2 separate regions of the Hordeum vulgare genome follow, and region 2 is linked to region 1. The links are chromatin contacts, called in public Hi-C maps. All regions are on one chromosome and are shown on one strand. Each heading gives the region's core, a stretch centred on a gene start, on an enhancer-like site or on the middle of the called end of the contact. The rest is flanking DNA. Distances are from core to core; before and after follow the strand shown. Region 1 has its middle 14 kb from the start of LOC123403129. Region 2 holds the start of LOC123402429 (MYB-like transcription factor ODO1).

The links. Hi-C and Micro-C count contacts between places; a contact is called where the count stands out from the background.
Region 2: a Hi-C map of leaf shows a contact between it and region 1, with 5 times the contacts expected there. The contact joins the promoter of LOC123402429 here to the enhancer-like site in region 1. A contact is called at or near these places in 3 of 6 Hi-C or Micro-C datasets (leaf and seedling) and 1 of 1 datasets of contacts at active chromatin or transcription factors (embryo).

The regions. Positions count from the first base shown.
Region 1 is chr6H:492,111,588-492,118,214 of MorexV3_pseudomolecules_assembly, reverse strand. No RefSeq gene overlaps it. Among protein-coding and RNA genes, the nearest start is that of LOC123403129, 14 kb to the right of the region's middle. Within about 2 kb of position 2,359, at least 1 of the 3 cell types and tissues checked has open chromatin away from gene starts, as enhancers often do. A contact at or near this core is called in leaf, where this site is marked.
Region 2 is chr6H:492,300,872-492,308,091 of MorexV3_pseudomolecules_assembly, reverse strand. LOC123402429 (MYB-like transcription factor ODO1) reads left to right here and starts at 5,295. Exons shown (of 3, transcript XM_045096353.1): 1 at 5,295-5,610; 2 at 5,732-5,861; 3 at 5,956-6,688. The coding sequence starts at 5,478. The coding sequence ends at 6,448. LOC123402428 (mediator of RNA polymerase II transcription subunit 23) reads left to right here. Exons shown (of 21, transcript XM_045096352.1): 17 at 36-279; 18 at 358-1,117; 19 at 1,257-1,438; 20 at 2,382-2,485; 21 at 2,621-3,134. The coding sequence ends at 2,825.

The sequences.
Region 1 (6,627 bases), core at 1,110-3,609:
TTCAGTCTTTTAAATGCGCTTATAGAAATAAGATGTGCGTGTGCACGTTCATATGAGTGAGTGTATGTACGTGTGTGTGTGTCTATATATATATATATATATATATATATATATATATATATATATATATATATATATATATATATATATATATATATATATATATGAACGCTTGCATCTATATTGTATTATGTTAAAGAAAACATAAACATTTTTTTATTTGTCTACCTATGTCTCGTCTAACCCCTTAGCCGTTCGATTTTAAAGATTCATCAGATTATTTTCTTCTTTTATGTTTTCTTTGGTTCATCAAGTACTCAGCCTTTGTTAACGAAGTCTCATCTAACTCCTACACATTATTCAAGTAATAAAACAAAAAAGGAAAACAATAGGCCCGCATGAATCTCCATGAAAATCAAACGGTGTAGGAGTTATACCTATGTCTCGCTTATGGTGAGACGGTAGCTTCTCCCGCCTTAAGGTTTTCTCTCTTACGTAGGTATTGTGCCGGGTCATTTCTTCTTCCCCGTCGCTCGCTCAGTATTGATCGATCTATCGCACCTGGCTCGCACGCTGCACTTGTTTGGCCCTTTTGCCCTTCGATTATTTTTTTGCTTTTCTTTATGATTTTCTGTTTTTCATCCTTTTTCTTTATTTTTTCACGGATCTAAAGTTTCTCTTTATCTTCGCGTTTTTCTTTATTTTTCCAGTATTTTTTTCTTTATTTCTTGTTTTTCACTGGTTTTTTTCTATCCTCTTGTCTTTGTTTTTTTTTTGTTTCTTTTCGGTTTTCTTTGGTTTTGTTTGTATCAAATTTTATCGGTTTTTAGTACACATTCAACAGTTTTCGTATATAACAGAAACATTATGTATATATATGTTGAACATTTTTAAATACATGATTAATATTTTTTGAAAACTTATGTATTTTTATGTCTACTTTTGTCATAGACATTGTAAATTTATTATATATACCTATTACGTTCTTAAATACAGATTTAATATTTCTTAAATACTGCCTTTATAAACTAATATAAAAGCATTTAGAATACTATTTTAATAATCTAAACATTCTTATATTAGTTTACAGAGGGAGTACAAGTTTAATAAATCTAAATTTACTACATGGTCAATATTTTTTCAACACATATTTAACCTTTTTTTTAAATGCTTATTTGTTTTCCCAAATACAAGGTTAACATTTTTTAATACATGGCCAACATTTTTTCTATACATATTTAACATTATTCAAATACTTAAATAATATTTCAAAAATACAACATTAACATTTTTAATACATGGTAAACATTTGTTCTATACAAACTTAATATTCTCAAATGCTTTTTAATACATTGTGTTCCATTTTTATATGCATAATGGATATTTTTTAAATACTTGATTATTCATTAAATGCCTGATTAACTCTTCTCAAAATACGTAATCATTTTTTTCACACACATTGTATATTTTATATATACATTTTTCGTATACACGTATATATATGAGCGCTTACGTTAATATTGTATTTAAAAATATATTTAATTACTTTTCTAACATTTATCTCAAATAAGTTTGTAATATATTTGTCTAGAATATTTAAAATATAAAAAAGTAAAAAAAGAAAGAAGAAACAAGGGTTCCCTGCGTCTTGCACAAAGTAAAGATATAGGGGTGCCCGTGCGCAACTCCTATTGGCCGCGCGTTGCGGCAAGGAGTCGCACGCCGCACAGGGATGCCCCCCCCCCCCTCCGACTGGGCCAGACCATCTTCGGCTCGCCCCCAACAGGGGTTTCAAAAAAAGTTTAATAACTGTTTTTCTATATTTTCAAAATTCTCGAATATTGTTTGAAATTCTGGAATATTTTTCAAATTTCGGCACATTTTTAAAATTTTTTTTTTTTTTGAAAAATCCAAAACATTTTGATAAAAACTAGAACATTTTTTCAAATTCCGGAACATTTTTACAAATTTCGGGAAAAAAATTCAAATTCCAGAACAATGTTTTTCACATTCCTGAAACTTTTTTTAATTATGAATCAGTTTTTCAAATTCCGAAATATTTTTAAACTCTGGTATATTTTTTCAAATTCTAAAACATTTTTTCAAATAATGGAATATTTTTTGAAAATCCAAAACATTCTTGAAACAGAAACAGAAAATAAAAAAGAAATAAAAAAAGCAAAAAACAGAAAATCCGGTTCAAGAAATCTTCTAGTAAGTTTCCAAAACCGAAAAAAATCGGCTGAAAAAATCTAAAAGGTTCCCAAAACCGGAATCCCCGCGGGGCTGGCCCAGATCATCTGTGGCTAACGTTTTCTCTGTGCGTAGCCGTGGCAATTTGCCTCAACACGCTGCAAATAGGGTTTTCCATACCCATGGCCGATGGTAACATACCACAGAAAAAAAAAAGCGGCCCACTTAGCATGTGAGGGAAAAAGGAGTCGTTACAAATGAAGGAAGGAAAAAACCTGTATGTTTTTATTGTAAATATGTTTTACTGGTCGTTCTTCGTCCAGTTATCTATCCATGTACTCATCAGCTTTAAAAAAAATCCATGTACTTATCTTTTCTTTCTCTAATATTAATCAGATCTAAAATATCCTTTGAGTGTCTTTATTAAGAAAAAAAAATTGTAGTGAACAAGTGGGTGTTGGTTTTAGGTAGTTTCTCAAACCTTTGCCATATTTTTTGAAGGTTCCACAAGGCTTTTTCTTTTATTTTTCATGCAGATTTTTTTTTCAGGGACATGTTCATCTATCTATTTCTTCTAAATTTTAAACAACCATTCTATTTCAACTAATTTTGAAGATTTTTTTATTAAATAACCATGGTAAATTTTAGTAATTAATCATGGCAATTTTTTATTTAAGAAATAAAATATTTTAAAAACTAAAAAAATAAATATTCTCTTCAACATGATTAGTTTCGTCACTTGTGCATGCATAAGGTGACATTACCCAATTTGTGATTATGAGGAATGTGGTCGGGTGTTGCTGCCACCATACATATGGTGGTTATCTGTGTCCTATCGTTTTTCTCCCTTTTACTTTTTATTACTTTTTCAGACATGTGAACTTTTCTAAAATTCTTGAACATTTGACAGTTTTGCATACATTTTTTGAATTCACAAACAATTTCTGAAATTAAAAAATATTTTTTCACTTCATGAATAATTTTGTAAATTTAGGAATATTTTTTTGATTCGTAAACATTTATGATACATGAATTGTTTGTTGAACTTGCGAGCAATTTTTGAAATTTATGAACATACTTTGCTTTCATAAACAATTTTTGAAATTGGCAAAATAATTGAATTCATGATTTCTTTCAAAAGTTGTGAACAATTTTTGAATTTGATACTTTTGAGATTGTGATTTGTTTTAATTCATGAATATTTTTGAAATAGTGAATGCTTTCTAATTTGGGAACACTTTTTGAAAATGCAAGTACATTTTTAAAATTCACAAAATAAACGAATTCATATTTTTTTAATTCAGAACATTCTTTGTTTTGAATTGATTTCGAAAACAAAACAAAATAAAAAACAGGTGATGCGTTCATAGGTCGAGGTCGTGATGGCACATGAAAGACACGATCTCTACCGTTGGCTTAGAGTGGCACACAGTAGACGGGCAACGTCTCCACAAAAATGCATCAGCTCATTAGAGCATCGGACGCCCCAAAACGATCTCAAATATCCGTTCTTAAATATTTGGGCTAACCGCATCCTCATATTTAGCCTAAATATGAGATGAATATTAGGATGGCCCATGCGCGTTCGCTTGGCCCAGCCTGGTCCATCCAGACTTCGAAAATATCTTCATGCGGCAATTCCTAGGCGTCGGTCAATTCGAATTCCAGTTTATTCCCGTCTCCAACCACTTCACTTATGATCCCCTTCCATCCCATTCGATGGCCAGCGACGGAAGCAACAATGGATTTGACGGAGAGTTTGATGCCTCGACCAACGATGTGGAGGAGCTCGCCTTCTGTGTCACCATTAGGAGGTTGCTGCTCGCCCAAGGCGGCCCCGTTTGATCTTTCTCGTCGCCTAACGCCTGTCGACGTAGCACCGTCAACATCACCGACCCTTCCTGCCCGACGCACAACTTAGGCAGGTCCGTTCCCTTCCTTCAGTTACGCCACCCACCTCCACCATCCTCTGGTCTGGAACTGGTGTGTGGCCACCGCTAAGTTCTCGTGCCTGTGTCGGGGCCAAGGCGCACGAGGACGCCCGAGTCCGAGGCACGTGCAGCCCCGCTCGAGTGGCAACGGGCGAGGAAGAGGGGCGAGGCGATGTCCACGGGCCGTTCGCGTGCAAGTGCACCGATTGATCCCGAGGGTGTGTTTGTCGTGTCGGTCCTCCACCATTCTCTCATGACGGTGGAGAGTGATGCGCATCGCCTCCGACGAAAGAATGCCAAGGCGCTCCGATTCACCATCGAGTTGTCAGAGCGTGAGGCAAACAAGGAGGCGGCCTGCCATGCGAAGGAGCAGTAGCGTCTGCTCCGCAGGCAGTCAGGCATGAGGTGCAACTCCGACTCTAACCCAACGGACGTGTCCGCCTCCAGCTCCGACGACGGCGTACCTCCGCTGCACACCTACGCCTACACGGAGGAGGGACACTGCCGCATCGATGATCGAAAGGGGAAGGGGCCGACGAAGAAATGGTGATTTCCTCCAGCCTTTCCCATTATATTTATATTTTAAGTATGTTTTAATTCGTTTATAGTATGGATTTGCGGCTGAACTCCGATAAACTATGCCCATTTTGTACGGCGATACAATGTGATCCGATGAACTGCATGTTAATCTAGTTTTACGCATTATTCAAAAGATCGGCCTATTCCCTGATTTATCGCTACTCGAAGGGTGGCCGATAAAATTATGCCATATCGTCACCTACAGGCAATTTATCGAGAATCTAACGATAAGTCGGGCATATTTCTAACACTATGTGTGCACGAACTATATTTATTTGTGTTTTATGCACCTCGTTAAGTAATATGTACTATTGTCCTATATTATTTATCATTGTATAAAGATTCATAGGCAAGGAATTAAGGTAACACTTTTGTTTAATAGTGTTTTTTGTGTTGACTACTTTATTGCTAGGAACATGGGATTTGTGTAAAAATAGCTGATTAATAGTCAACGGTAAAAATGACTAATCGTCTGATTTTTTTATTAATCTGTGATCTTCAGCCGATCAAGACAATAACAATAAGCGATTTCCTCAACATTCACGTAGCCTTGCATGGATTGTATAGTTTTGAGAGTTAAGATATGAGGAACGTGGGTGTGGAAACCAACAAATGACGTGTTCCCGGCCAGTATGAGCGCGGGCGTTTGAGGGCCTCCATTTGCTATCTAGGGTTGTAGATGCTCTTCACGACACTAGGACAATGCTTGTGCGACGGGCAAACGACGAAAAATAAATAAATACCTCAAGCACATTACAACAAGCCCTAAACTATGTCTTCATGCATCTCATTTTTGTATTGACCACGGTTGGAGGTGAAGGCTGACTGCCCAGCACCGTTAGCATGCAAGGGAGCTTGTGCGAGGCGAAGCGTTCCTAAACAACCGGGTCCGCCTTGCGGGCAGCAAGGAAGACCGCAACAAGCGCAATGGACGGAGTTGAAGGACGTCGGAGATGGAGCAACCGTCGCCAACATTGGGGCATCACAAACGCGAGAGTAGATAGCGATGCAGCCATAGCAGGGGCGGACCTTCAAGGGGTCGAAGAAAAAGGGCGTCATGGTGATTCCAGATCTCGTCTCGACGACAACAGGGACACTAGGGGAAGGAGATCGGACGACATTGTCGTGGACGGTCACCCGATTGAGGAGCCCATGCGGAAGATCGCGCCCTCGTGTTTCTGTGCATATTCTAGAGTGGCTTATGGATACAAACTGTGGTTTGCATCGACGTCATATGAAAGATGGTGGATCGTGTGATGGGTTCATGGTTCGCGACTAACATGTATGGTTTCCTTCTCCGACGTATTAGGCGTGCGGGGGCGTCATATCTAGATTTTAATGGTGCGTTTAGGATGTTGCCTCAGTCGGATTCATTCAACAACAATAATTTCGCCTTTGGTGACCCATCTTGAAGATCCGCAAAACTGCATATCCGTGATGAAGCCGCATCGAGTTTGGGTGAGAAGGTGATCCGTCATTTGTTTTGATCCGTCATTTGTTTCTTTGATGATTGCTATGATGGTGACAAAGGTATGTGACATGCATTGGTGCCAAGCTCACATGATACTTTGGTCTTAATTGTAAAAAAAAAATTGGCTTTTTTTTGTCAACATGTACCACCCCAAAAATCGGGTTATCGATTTTTGTGCTGTTATTCCTTCCTAGCTTTTCTCTCCCAAATTTTTTCTTTGGAATCTGGCAAGTGACCAGGAGAATCCACACAATCCTCAATCTCTCAGTGCCTCCCCATGCTATTGTGCCAGTCAACCTTCCGTCAGTAAATCCCGAATCTCATTCAAACCCTAGTTCCAAAATATTGGAACGAGAAATCCTGCCTTTGTGTTTACAAAGGAGCTATCATTTTTCTTGCTCTGTTAATCCTCCCAATTTTTTCAGAGATCCTCCTTCCCTCATAAACCCTAGA
Region 2 (7,220 bases), core at 4,046-6,545, 190 kb before region 1:
AAGCTTGATTCACTATAGTTGTGTTGTGAATGCAGCTATCCTACCTTTTTCGATGACATCGCTGCCCGCTTGCTTCCAGTCATCCCACTGATAATTTATAGGCTTATTGAGAATGATGCTACAGATATCGCAGACAGGGTTCTCGCATTCTATTCTACCTTTCTCGCTTTCCACCCACTGAGATTTACATTTGTGCGGGATATTCTTGCATACTTCTATGGTCATCTTCCAAGCAAGTTAATTGTCCGGATCCTCAACGTGCTGGGTGTTAGCACCAAGGTAAACCTCTGTTTACTCTTTTCTGGAAACCCTTCTAGCTGTCCACTTTTATTCATACTAATGGTGATCATTTTACAGACTCCTTTCTCGGAATCCTTTGCTCAATATTTAGGGTCTTCAAATTCTTCTATTTGCCCACCACCAGAATATTTTGCCAACCTTTTGCTAGGCCTTGTTAATAATGTCATACCTCCTTTGAGTAGCAAGTCCAAATCAAACCCAGCAGATGCTTCTGGCGGACGCACAAATTTCAGCAAGCCTCATGCATCTACGCAAGCTGGTGGAAATAGTAACACCGATGCTCAGAGGGCATTTTATCAAAATCAGGATCCTGGGTCATACACACAGCTTGTTTTGGAAACAGCAGCTATTGAGATTCTCTCACTTTCTGTGCCAGCTTCTCAAATAGTGTCCTCTCTAGTTCAATTAATAGCTCATGTACAAGCAATGCTTATACAGTCTAATACTGGTCAAGGAATGTCTGCTGGTTTGGGCCAAAACTCTGGGCTGCCAACCTCTCCTTCAGGCGCGGGTGCCGAGTCTGCAGGTGCTAGCCGAGCAAACACTTCAGCAAGTGGAATCAGTGCTAACTTTGTTTCTAGAAGTGGTTACTCTTGTCAGCAGTTGTCTGTTTTGATGATTCAAGCATGTGGCTTCTTGCTGGCACAACTCCCACCAGAATTTCACATGCAACTTTACTCAGAAGCAGCTCGAATCATAAAAGATTGTCGTTGGCTTTCTGATAGTTCGAGGCCTGTGAAAGAGCTTAACTCAGCTGTTGGTTACGCACTTCTGGACCCAACATGGGCTTCTCAAGACAGTACATCGACAGCCATAGGTACCGTAAGACATTTCTGGTTTGCTGTGTTTTTACCCCCTTTCAGCCTAAACATTTGGGCCCATTCAGCTCAGTGTTACTTTAATACACTTCTACCATTTTGTGCTATGGTTATATGTTTGTTCTGCCTTGATTGCAGGTAACATTGTGGCCCTTCTACACTCATTTTTTAGCAATCTTCCTCAAGAGTGGCTGGAATCTTCACATACTGTCATCAAACATCTCCGGCCAGTGACTTCAGTCGCAATGTTGAGAATTGCCTTCCGCATATTGGGCCCCTTATTGCCTCGTCTAGCCTTTGCTCGACCTCTATTCATGAAGGTATGCTTGGTTTTCCTTTGGTACGTCCTAGTTACTGAAATAGTGTATACAGCTTTTGGAACAAATCTGTATGATTATATGTTGCACATGTAATCTCAATAATCAAAGCAAGATCATGTTCTACCACTTTGGCATCTTCATGCCTTCTATTCTGTCTTCTGTTTTAGAAACTTCAAACTGAAAAATAGCATTGGTAACCTCTTTCCAATGTACTTTTTGGCTATTTTGAAGACTGCAATCCTGTAGTATTTTTTGGCTATTCTGGAGTAGTATTTTTTGGCTATTTTGAAGACTGCAATCATGTAGGAATGTTTTTCCTCTCTATATATATGTCTGGAACGGGGAATGAATTTATAGGATTACTATGGTTAATCGCACTCGAACTGTTCCTCTCATGCATTCACACACAATTTTTAAAAGGGATAGGCGTTAATTGTGCGTTTAGCCACCGCCTTGCACTTTTCTGACCAAAGCGCACACTTATGCGCAATTATGCACACATTAAGCGCGAGGTGTTTTGCTATAGCCTAGAGCCTAGGCTGCCTTTTTAAACTATAGGCATTCATATAGGCGCACGGTCGTATATCATAGGCCCTACACGGCTACACTTGTCTGATTTGCTTTGTTGTGTCTTCAACACAATTGAGCTATAAGTGTGTCCTTCCTCTCTGAAGGAAATAAATGAACGCATGTTATGATTGTTCCCCATGACCCAATGTTTTCATCCATGGGCGGAGCTTCATGCAGATTGCAGGCCAAAGGTGGCCAGGGCCCATAACATCCCCTCTTGCTATATCGCTAATTTTCATGATTTTCATGCTAACAGGAACAGTATTTCTCCCTGCTCCTCTGCTGGCTTCACCGGTGGTCCGATACATTGTTGTATGAAGTAGAGTTTATTTATTTTCCTATACTAATTTTCTTGTGTTGTCACGATCTGCAGACACTGGCTTTGCTGTTCAACGTGTTGGGGGATGTGTTTGGGAAGAACTCTCAGGCCTCGCCTCATGTGCCGGCATCAGAAATCGGAGACATCATCGACTTCCTGTAAGATACTCCTAGTCTTCCCTGCTGAAAATTCTCCAGCATGCGACTATACGTGCCTTCTCATTCTGGGTTCAATCGTAAATCCGCTGTATAGCTTATCATACGAGTTACCTCATTTTCCGCCCACCAAAACAGGCATCACGCTGTCATGTACGAAGGTCAAGGCGGCCCTGTCCAGAGTACCAGCAAACCTAAAGTGGAGATACTGACATTGTGCGGGAAAGTGGTGGACATGCTTAGGCCTGACGTGCAGCATCTCCTCTCCCACCTGAAGACGGATCCAACCTCGTCGATCTACGCGGCGACCCATCCAAAGCTAGTGCAGCAACACCCATCATAAGGTGGATGACGTAGAATAGTGTACACGCCTGAACTGCTGGGCCTCGGCTGATCTCGCTGTACAGGCCTGAACGCCAAGCAGTCTTAACCGGTTAACTTGCTGCCAGACCGGAACCTGGAGTTTGTCACAACGGTCAGGGGCAGATTTCTCTATTGGATCTGTGTTGTGTAACCCATATATATGTAGCAGTGGTGTAGATTGCGATGTTTATGATCTCCTGTAGAAGTTAACCTGTCTGTCAAAACATATGTACTGTCAGGCTCCGTGCAGCCCTTGTGAGTGGTGGTACCAGTGCCTCTTTTCCTTTGATGCTGCAGTGCAGGACACGGCTCGTTTGGTCGATGGTCACGGTCAGGCGTTGCCCTTCTGACACCGACCTGAGCCGAGTAAGGAGCGCATTGCATGCTTGCAAGGTCTGTCACGGAGCAGGCGCCAAGGACCGATGACCCTTCTCGCCGGTGGGCATCAGACGCTGGTGTACCGTGTTCTGAACCGTGGGCATCGTCGGTGTCACAGTGTCCCGCAGTGTGCATGACAGCGTCTCCTCCGTTACATAGTCCGCACTAATGTGTACTGCTGACCGCGAGCAAGTTCACCAGTGTCCGCTATGCCTCGTAAACATCAGTGGTTACTCCTCTAAATTGTCAACAGTATACCCTGGTTCCAAATCCCGATGTTCACATGTTGAGTTACGCATTTTGTGTGAAAATTCAAATGTTTCCGAGCCTCCCACGGTTCATTCAGCCTGTTTCTTTTCCGAAGATAGATTTTTTTTTTTGTACTTTTCCGAAGATAGATGGTACTGCCGCGGTGATTAGCAAGCAAGGTCCACGTACGTACCTACCAGGTAATCCATGGCCCGTCTTCTCCTGCTGCTAATTTGAGGCCTCCTTTGGTTTGCCTTAATTTTGTTCTAAAGGTAGGAATTTCGTAGGATTTTTTTTGAAGCCCTTTGATTTGAGGGAAAATCTAAGGAGAAGCGTCCCACCATAGCTCTTTCATGCGACGGCTTAGATAGCCTCATGCGCATGTAAGAATCTTCTACGTCATGATTACATCATCACATTAAATGTTTATTTGAATTTTAAAAATGATTTATCTCACGGATTAATAATTTGACTGGAGATTCGTCTTCACCGTTAGGTTCGTCTCGATGAGACCTTTAAAATAAGATCCCATGTTGACATATTTTGTTGATTTTTTTCGTCCTTCCTAGTTGCTACATTTATGTCATCATAGTTGTCATCTTACAGATGTGTAGTTATCATAAAATTATACATAGTTATCGGGATAATAATTTTATACTTTTTAAGTATTGCAGTGTTATGTGAAGCTAAAAATAGTTATTAAAGCACTAACAATAAGCAAATAAATGCATGAACCAGCACAAGTACAATGAATCAAGTTTTTTAGTGGGGTATATCGACATTCATAAACCCGGTTACCAAGTTGATTTAATGTGATAACTATGTGATAAATAATGTGACAAATAAGTGATAGTAATTTAGCAAGTACCGGCGAAAACAAAAGTTATCGAAACATATCGACATGGGATCTAGTTTTGAAGATCTCGTCGCGATAAAGACAGTGGTGAAAACGAATCATTAGTTGAGATAACGGTTTGAGAGATAAATCTTTTCTAAAATGCAAAATCAAAAGAATATGTAATGATGTCATGTTGCATGCATGTAAAAATGGATGGAAGAGAGTCGCCGCATGAAAAGACTAATATGCGGCGCCGTTCCCTAGTGAAGTCTTTGATTTTTAGGAATGGATCTTATTCCTATGTAGGATAGAAACCAATCATTTACATTTTAAAATAAAAATAAAAACAAATTTACTAATTCTTATCTAGATGAGAATTAACAAAGTCTTATCTAACCCTCACACATTATTTGAGTAATCAAATAAAGTATACAAAATAAAAGACCTACACGAATCTTCATAAAAATCAAGTGACCTATAAGTTGGATGTGACTTGATTAAGTCTCATCTAGATGAGCGCTAGACACATTCAATATTTAGCCTAGGCTCGATGAAAATATTCCTATCCTATGCATCAAATAATGACATCACTTTCCCTATGACTTCCTATGGGTTTCCTATTCACATGATACTCCTGAAACTTGGGGCAATCTGGGGATCTCGATGTATGTTCACGTCGACTACATTTCCATTCCACCGGTACAAACTTGGTGTAAAAATCCACAAGTTTCAGGGCCACCCTCGGTTCATTCGTTCAGCCTCTTTCCTGTAGATAGATAGACACCGCCGCGGTGATTAGCAAGCAAGGCCGCTCCACGTACTCCCCTGGTAATCGGTGGCCCGTCTTCTCTTGCTGCTAATCCGTGCACCGCCTAGCACTCTACATGGTCCGTCCACCCGTGCGTGTGAGGCCGGTCGATGAGAGCAGAGCAGAGCAGAGGCCGGCTCACACGTACCGGGGCTCTGCTCGCCACGTGCGCGTGGCCCCTTTCCACTTCCGGCCGCACCTATTAATCCCCCGCTACGCGCCTCCGCTCCCACATTAAGCCCAAACTCCTTCCCCCTCTCCTCTCCTGGGACTGACCGATTCCCCCTCGAGACTCGAGCCAGCCGCCTTCTATCCCAGCTATCTCACTCACTGGTGCTCGTCCGGTTCGATCGACAGAGATGGGCAGGCAGCCGTGCTGCGAGAAGGTGGGCCTGAAGAAGGGCCCGTGGACGGCGGAGGAGGACCAGAAGCTCGTCGCCTTCCTCCTCTCCCACGGCCATTGCTGCTGGAGGCTCGTCCCCAAGCTCGCAGGTATTACACTCGTGTGCATGCATGGCGACGGTTCGGCCCGGCCGCTCTGCAAACGCATCTGTTTGGCCTCAAATCAGTCGTGAGTTCGTGGCTGAGCCTGAGCGCGTGCATTCCTTGGCAGGGCTGCTGAGGTGCGGGAAGAGCTGCCGCCTGAGGTGGACCAACTACCTGCGGCCCGACCTCAAGCGGGGCCTCCTCTCCGACGACGAGGAGAGGCTCGTCATCGACCTCCACTCGCAGCTCGGCAACAGGTGCGTCTGTCCTGCTCGATCGACGACGGGGGGTACGCATGTTCGCGTCGTGAATTCTGTTTTGGTGTTTGACTGCGCCGGCCCCGGACAGCAGATGGTCCAAGATCGCGGCGCGGCTGCCGGGCAGGACGGACAACGAGATCAAGAACCACTGGAACACCCACATCAGGAAGAAGCTCAAGAAGATGGGCCTCGACCCCGTCACGCACCAGCCCGTCGCCGCCCGCCCTCAGGACCCGCGGCGGCAGGACCCCCACTGCGACGGCAAGGCCTCGTCCCAGGAATCGGCCGGCTCCGGCGCCGAGGAGGAGGCGCCGACGAGCGGAGAGCCGAAGCAGGGCGCCGCCTGCTCTGCCTCCGTGTCGCCGTCCCCCTGCTCCTCTTCGTCCGCCTCGGCCTCGGCCTCCGTCGCCACGCCCGGCGGCGCCGACGTCGACTGGCCCGACCCCCTCGACCTCTTCCAGGTCGACGCCATCATCGACATGGACTGGGCCAGCATCCTGTCCGGCAGCGGCGGCGGCGACATTGGCGTCGATCTCTTCGACCAGTGCTCCGACGTCGGCTTCGATCAAGAGGTGTGGATGTGATCCTGACGCTAGCGTTTGAGGGTTAGAATTAGATTTGTGCCAGGAACACCGAAAACTCCTTTCACCTCTTTCTTCCTCTAGCTGTTTTTCTCTCACTCTCACTCTCACTCTCTACGTGCTCTGTTTTCTTTGGTATCTTGGGAGAGAATTTGTCCGTGTTCATGTTCATGTTCATGTCCATGCATGCATGCATACTTGTTGATAAGGAATGAGAAAAATGGCGAGTGTGGTTTGTGAGAATCCGTGAGACCAAGAAAGTGTCAAGAAGCGGTTCACTTGATCATCAATCACGGTATGATCTTCAGTTTGACACACACCGTGACACGCTCATGCACACGCACAAAAGAACAAACAGCCCCACTCACCCCCTATAAACATAGTATTTGATTCTTTTTTTTTTTTTGAAGGGCAAACATATTTGATTCTGAAAGCGAAAAGCCAATCCTTTTGTCAAAGAATTTTTTTTTGTTTTATGAACATGGTTGAATAGTATTTGTGGATGCACGCGCCAATGATGGACTGCGGCAGAGACTCCCTGGAATGAAAGCTCAGTACTTCCAGGACCAGTTTGGAAGTGTGAGGAATGCTTTAGCACTAGTAGTGTAGTGGAGTATTTAATTTCAAGATGTCTCTCGCTAAGGGCATCTTGAATAGTTTGTAGTTAGTTTGTTGATAAAATATGTCATGTCATCCATCAATATCTTAACATACAACTATTTTAATAGATAGTATATCTAGTTTGCTTAATAGGATGTGAGATAATAAATAAGGT